Regions from separate parts of the Ovis aries genome. Here region 1 is linked to region 2. Evidence: chromatin contacts called from public Hi-C data. All regions are on one chromosome and are shown on one strand. Each heading gives the region's core, a stretch centred on a gene start, on an enhancer-like site or on the middle of the called end of the contact. The rest is flanking DNA. Distances are from core to core; before and after follow the strand shown.

Region 1 (3,510 bases), core at 6-2,505, 58 kb before region 2:
ACACATTCTGATAAATTAGACTGATTTGGGACTAGCGCCTCAACCCCACACACGGAACCCAAACTGAGGCATCTGGTGTTTGATAGGAATCAGGTGGAATCTGATCAAGACGCGAAACATTTGCAGTTCTATTACCTGCTAGCCACGCTTCACCTTTCACCATAAAACGTGAAACGCATTAAGTCAGCTTTACCACCTGCTCCTAAAATTGTGACAATGTACTCAATTAAATGGAATGGGGGGAAGTAACTAGATAGTGTGAAAAATCTTATACCCTTAGACGTCCAGAAGCTGAAGAACCCTACTGCTAAATGCCCCCTCACCCCCTCCAAATACTGGACTTGAACCGAACTCACTATACAGCTACAGAATTTTACCTGACCCAAGTGTTAAGAATAGCACAGCTCCAGGAACCCTACTCAGGATAAAAGGCTGTCACTTTCCTGAATCCCAAGTCCAAGCAAACGGAAGGAAGGGTTTTGTAAAACGGTCCAGAAAGGAATCAACAGGCGATGACTATGGAAAAGAACGGAGGTTTTCCAATCTGAAAAAATTCTAGCTGTCCCTCGGGAATGGCACTGCTCCTCCTTCCTTACCCCGATGCCCTTTCTCTACAGACAACAATATCCCCATTCTATTGTACGGCTGCAGTTTTAGCAAGAAATCCCCTTGCTGCGCCAGATCTCCAGATTCTTTTGAAGAAGGAAAACACCTTTAGTGAATAAAACACCGTACGAGAGAACCTGGGCGCGGGGATCCGCGGGCGCCGCACTCGGCCCGCTCCGGGGCGGGGCGCGGGGATGCGGGCGCCTCCCGAGGTGCCGCAATCCCGCCGCGGCCGCAAGGGCAGGGCCTCGGGGCGCCCGTGGCCGGCCGCCGCAATGCCCGCTCCCGTGCGGGCCCCGCCGCCGCCCGCTGCCTGCCGCCAGGCCATCAGGCCGCACCGCCGCCGCGCGGAGTCTGGGCCGCCGCAGCCCAGGGCCCGCGTCCTCCCCGGCCCGCGACGCGGGGAGCGCGGAGCGCGCAACTTACTTTCCGCCTGCGGCGGGCGCCCCAGCCCCGCCGCCCAGCCCGGCAACCGCTGAGGCCACTCGGCGGCGGAGGCCAGCCAGTCCCCCGCCCACGGCCGCCGCTCCCGGGTGCACTGCGCGCTCGCCCCTACCTCAGCAAGCAGGCGGGCTTCCGTCCGCAGCGGCCGCGGCGCCGACAACTCCCTCCCGGCCGCCGAATCCCCGCACCCAGCACTAATCATAATACCAAGCGGGCAGCCGGCCGCGGGGAGGGGGTGGAGGACCGAGACGCGCCTGCGCGGGACGCGCGTCATTGTGACGCAGGCGCCGGGGAGGGGCCGCAGCGAGGGCGGGGCGGGGCGCACCTGCGGGCTTCGGCGCGCGAGCTGCTGCAGGGCATCCTGGCAGCGCCTCGACCCCAGCGAGTCTGGGCTGCGGCTGGCGGTAGGAAGCGGGCGAGGCGCCCGAGCAAGACCAAGCTGATGAAGGAGGAAGCACTAGGGACACGGGACAATGGCCCAGAAAAGTAGCCGAGCCGTGGCGGAAATCGGAGGGAAAGGACCGGGTCCTCACGGGACTCTGCGTCTTGGGGCGGGGGTCTGAGGGCACCAGGCACTTCACCCTTCTAAAGGTTCACCAACATCCCCGGCCCAGGTTTAAACAAAGAGCGGGAAAAAAATATACGTTCACGAATACACGTACATATTTTTTTTTCTCTACAGTTTCTCTCTGGGAACCCAATTAGAAGGAATTGTGTTGATTTTGTGCTATTTTTAAAAAAGAGAAAAAAGCCCAGCATCTGAACACAGCGCTGGCTTTAAAAGTCAGCAGGAGACCCTTGCCTGGCCAGGCTGCCTCCTCTGGAAAAGCGTGAAAAGGCGAAAGGTCGTGAGAAGTATTAAAGCATGTCAAGTCAGGGACTCAGAACATGCCAGGCATGAACCGTGCCCTGGATGGTTCAGCGCCATGGTCACCAGGCAGGAGGCTCCCAAATGGAGCTTAGCGACGGCCAGAGTGTAGAGTCTGGGAGGGTGAGAGAGAGGGGCAGGCGCTCCCATCTACCATCCTTGGAAGCCTGGCGCGCCATGGAGATCAGCTGCCCTTGCTTTCTGGAAATAAGTGACACGCCAGAAGCCAGATTCTCCAACTTGCTTTTCCATTTCGGTTTCTCCCAGCCCTCCACCCCTCCCCCAGGAGAGGACCCCTAGCAAAAAAGGGCACAAACTGCCGCGTGGAAGGCAGGGGAGGGGGTGCGCTGCTTAGATGCTCCAAATGTGATTAGATCGACTGGAGGGAAAAAAGAAATCTAGATGGCTTGAGCAATTGTCTCTGCTGAGCTGCAAACGTCAGAAGCCTGTTTTTTTCAGACTGTCTCCTGGGCATCTACTTTGCATGTCTGAAGATGACTGGAAAGCAAGAGTGGATTGTTGGGAGGTACAAACACTGAGGGTAATAATGGAAGTTAATGGGGGCTTCCCAGGTGGCACTAGTGCTAAAGAACCCGCCTGCCAACGCAGGAGATGCAGTCCAGGAAGAGATGCAGGTTCGATCCCTGGGTCAGGAAGGGAGAAGGGAATGGCAACCCACTCCAGTACCCTTGCCTGTAGAATCCCATGGACAGAGGAGCTTGGAGGGCTACAGTCCATGGGGTTACACAGAGTGGAACGGACTCTGCTCTGTGATGACATAAATGTGAAGGAAATCCAAAAAGAGGGAATATATGTATAAATATAGCTGATTAACTTTGCTGTATAGCAGAAACACAACACTGTAAAGCAACTATACTCCAATTCTTTAAAAAAAAAAAAAGCAAAAATAAAATTAGAACAGTCTTGCTATAAAAGGTATCTAATAAAGGCTTATTATAATATATTTTTTTAAAGTGGGGGGGGGGCACGGTTAAAGGAGGACTCCAAGTTACCCTAACACTCTGGCATGGGGTGATGTCACTGGCTGGGAAAAGCCTTGGGCTATGGGCCTCTGCCCCTCAGGGCTGAGTCGAGGCCCCAACCTTAGGATAACACTGGCTTACAAAGACCTTCAAAGAATCATCTCACTTTGACACACATTCTAACTCTAGCAGTATGTTCAGCAGGAGCTTGTGGAATTCATTCCTTTGTTGCTGGAAAACAGTGGCGAGGCCTTGCACTTTTCTCCTTAGGGAGGTATCACTATTCAGGGAACCCCACAGCCAAGTAAAGGGGAAAAAATACCATTCTAATGGTCCCCAAGGGAATTCCAGTGGTTGAAGACCTCCACCACCAGGTGTGTAGCCCCTGAAATAGAACAGTCATCACAAAACAACATCTTAATAGATAAGCCCTTGAAAAATATGTAACTCAGGTTTTGAATAAATTCTATACAGAAAATGCAACACAAGAATAGAAAAACAATAAATAAAAAGGAATAATACCTTTGTTTAAATAAAGTGGGCTTGAATTCTCTTCCAGAGAAAGGGCTGCAGTCCTGGCCATGTGGTGAATCATTTATTCATCTCCGG
Region 2 (3,503 bases), core at 258-2,757:
TTTGAGCAAGCTCTAGGATGTGGTGATGGACAGGGACACCTGGAGTGCTGCAGTCCAGGGTGTCGTAAAGAGTCAGACACAAATGAACAACTGAACTGAACTGAACTTATATGTAAGTAAATTTTGCACAGAATTCCAAAATACTTAGCAAAAACAGAGTATATGGGCCCCCTCATGAAGTATAATTGCATTAGAACATCTCCGATGGGTGGCAGTGGTCTGGACTGAACCACCGGCAAGTGACCAGTAAGAATTCTCAGGGCCCTGGAGGAAGGGGTACTTCGAGTGGTGCCCTCGGCAGGTCAAGGTGAAACCTGATTCTGGAGCAGGGTGCCAAGTCCTCGAAAATGACACGCTGAACTAGTATCGCAGCAGTTTCAACATCAACGTCATCCAACACTGACAGAAGCCACAGCAACTGACAGCTGCGCCTGAACTTGGACTGATAAGAGTCTGTATTTTTCTGTCTGAAAAGGGCTGTGATCCAGTTGACAGTTACAGTAGAGTTCCTCAACCTCGGTGCCTGTGACATTGAGGAAGAGCTGATTCTTCGCTGTGTGTGGCCGTAACGTACGTTGTAGGGTACTGAGCAGCACCCCTGGCCTTTACCCAACAGACACCCCACTGTGAGAGCTGAACATGCCCCCAGACACTGGCAGATGTCCTTGGTTGCCCAATCACTCGTAGCTGTAAACCACCAGGCCAGAGCCTAGGTCATGAGACCCATTTTTGAACTCTGCTAATGGTTTTGAAACGTGGTACCAATCCTTTCACAAATGTGATACATAACAAAGGCCCTAATGCATCTATGATTTTAACTTAATCCCACTTCTTGGACCTCTGCCCTAAGGAAACAATCTGCAAGAGGCTACATGTCTAAAGATGTTTGCTGGAGGACTATTTTCAATAGAAAGGAAAAACTGAAAATAACAAAAAATATGAAACAGGAGCGAAGGAATTAAGTAAACCATGGTAGATCCATGCACCCAGTAAAATGTGTTTATAAGTTTATAACATGGGGAAAGTGAGCAAATAAAGAAACCATGTAAGAAAAAAAAGACAAGAAGGAAATTCACTAAAAATGGTAGACTCTGGGGAGTGATCAAGAGTGGTTTTTTCTCTCCTCCCTCATTTCATCTTCATATAGTTTCTAAACTTTCTAAGCTCCCTATGAATGACTTTATTTCAAACAACAAAACTAAAAAGAAAATCCTAATTAAAAAAAAAAATTCTGATGCCTGTCCTGGAGGATCCACAGACCTTTAGGAGCCTTCCTGTAAGCACAGGCTGCTGGGAGAGAGGCCAAACAGATGTTCCCTCCTGTGCAGAGTTGCCAGGCTATGTGCCAAGTGACCCTGCCACCCTGACCACACCATTGAACCAGGAATCCCTATTAAAGGCTCTGGGCAGGCTGGGCGGAAGGAAGCCCAACCACCTATGAGGAGGCTTGACTCCAGCCACTGTCGAATAGGAGCCTATGATGATGGATAGTGAAAAATAGGCTGATCAGATCCTGTCTCCGGAAATGCGCATGAAAACACTCCCTGAGGAAGCTTCTCTGCACACACAGCCTGCCCCTGCCCGAGATTAACAAGGACAATCAAGCCCGTAAGCAGCTGGGAATACCCAGACACGAGAGCTGTGAGTCTGGTTCCTTGGGCCCCCACACGAATGGCTCTCCTGACTCCTTCACCTGCGCACAAGAAACTCCTACCACACATGGAGATGTAGGCAGAGAGGGCCCTGGTGTCTTAACAAAGCTCAGTTCCCTTTGGGTGTGTGTAGCGGATGGTATCTGAGCAGCTGGAACCTTTCTCCTGTCTTATTGTCCCCAAGACATCCCTGTAGCTCAGATGATAAAGAATCTGCCTGCAATGTGGGAGACCTGGGTTTGATCCCTGGGTTGGGAAGATCCTCTGGAGAAGGGAATGACAAGCCACTCCAGTATTCTGGTCTGGGAAGCCCATGAACAGAGAAGCCTGGGGGGCTACAGTCCATGGGATCGCAAAGAGTCGGACGCAACTGAGCAACTAACACGACTGCTGCTACTGGCCCCTAAGGCCGCTCCACAGACGAGAGTCATGGCAAACCTTTTAAATTCAAGATTCCATGCTCTTCCCTTACATAACCTCCCTTAATAGTCCTGGAGGGTGGGGAACTCGTGACTTTGTATTTAAGAGTTCCCAGATAGTTCTGATGCATAGTCCAGTTTAGAATCACTGTTTTATCCACTACGGGGAAAAAAAATACACCTTCCGACTCTAACTCTGAAGCAAACCCTAACTGGAGAGACAGCTCCTCAGAAAAGATTAAGCACAGAATTACCGTAAGACTCATCATTTCCACTCCTGGGTATGTAACCAAAAGAACTGAAAACACAGTCTCAAACAGATAACCATACACCCGTGTTCACAGCAGCACTATTCACACTAACCAAAAGGTGGAAGCCACCCAACTGTCCATGGCAGATGAATGGTGAAAGTGAAAGTGAAGTAGCTCAGTCGTGCGACTGTTTGCAACCCCACGTAGCCTATCAGGCTCCTCCGTCCACGGGATTCTCCAGGCAAGAGTGCTGGAGTGGATTGCCATTTCCTTCTCCAGGGGATCTTCCCGACCCAGGAATCGAATCTGGGTCTCCGGCATTGCAGGCAGACGCTTTACCGTCTGAGCCACCAGGGACAAATCCTGGTATATACACAAAGTAAGTATTATTCAGCCTTAAAAAGGAATGAAATTCTGACACATGCTACATCGAGGATGAACCCTGAAGACATTATGCCAAGTGAAATAAGCCAGACACAAAAGGACAAATACTGTACGATTCCACTTAGTGGAGGATCCTAAAGTAGTCAAATCCGCAAGAACAGAAAAGTGAAACAGGAGTTGAGGGGAGGGAGGAGTCGTGGGAAGCTATTATTTCATGGGTACAGGGTTTCAGTTTTGGAAAATGAAAAGATTTGGAAGATGGATGGTGGGGACGACTGTACAACAGTATGAATACACTCAATGCCAGTAAACTGTACCCTTCAATATGGTTAAGATGGTAAATTTTATGTATATTTTACCACACACACACAAACTCAACAAATCAGCAATAACAACAACAACAACAAAAAGCAAAAAACCTATCCAATTCTTTCCTGCAAGGAAATAAGCCACGTCAAAGAAATTTCATAGTCAACAACCGTTTTCTGTACAAAACACTGTCAGAGATAAAAATCTTTAGAAAATTAGTTCAGAACAAGCTTCTTTCATCATATCAGGGTCCCTTAACAAAAAATAAACAGAGAGAAACAGGAAATGGGAGACTAAAATAAATCTTGTTTCCCCCCCCAAAAAATCATTCCTAAAAGTTCACAAGCAGATCTCTCTGGATCTTTAAAAATGTCTCTGAAATGTTGCAGTTTAAAGATTTTCAAACACTATGGCCTCCACCCACTCCCCGGATATGCATTCATTTCCTCTCTCACAAACATAATTTCCTTTGCTGTTCAAAGAGATTA

What was found. Hi-C and Micro-C count contacts between places; a contact is called where the count stands out from the background.
Region 1: a contact with region 2 is called in a Hi-C map of liver, with 2.5 times the contacts expected there. The contact joins the promoter of SNRK here to the enhancer-like site in region 2. A contact is called at or near these places in 4 of 16 Hi-C or Micro-C datasets (blood, liver, mixed tissues and 1 more).

The regions. Positions count from the first base shown.
Region 1 is chr19:15,218,426-15,221,935 of ARS-UI_Ramb_v3.0, reverse strand. SNRK (SNF related kinase) reads right to left here and starts at 1,255. Exons shown (of 8, transcript XM_060402134.1): 1 at 1,163-1,255.
Region 2 is chr19:15,161,070-15,164,572 of ARS-UI_Ramb_v3.0, reverse strand. No RefSeq gene overlaps it. Among named protein-coding and RNA genes, the nearest start is that of SNRK, 58 kb to the left of the region's middle. Within about 2 kb of position 1,507, at least 10 of the 54 cell types and tissues checked have an H3K27ac peak or open chromatin away from gene starts, as enhancers often do. A contact at or near this core is called in liver, where this site is marked.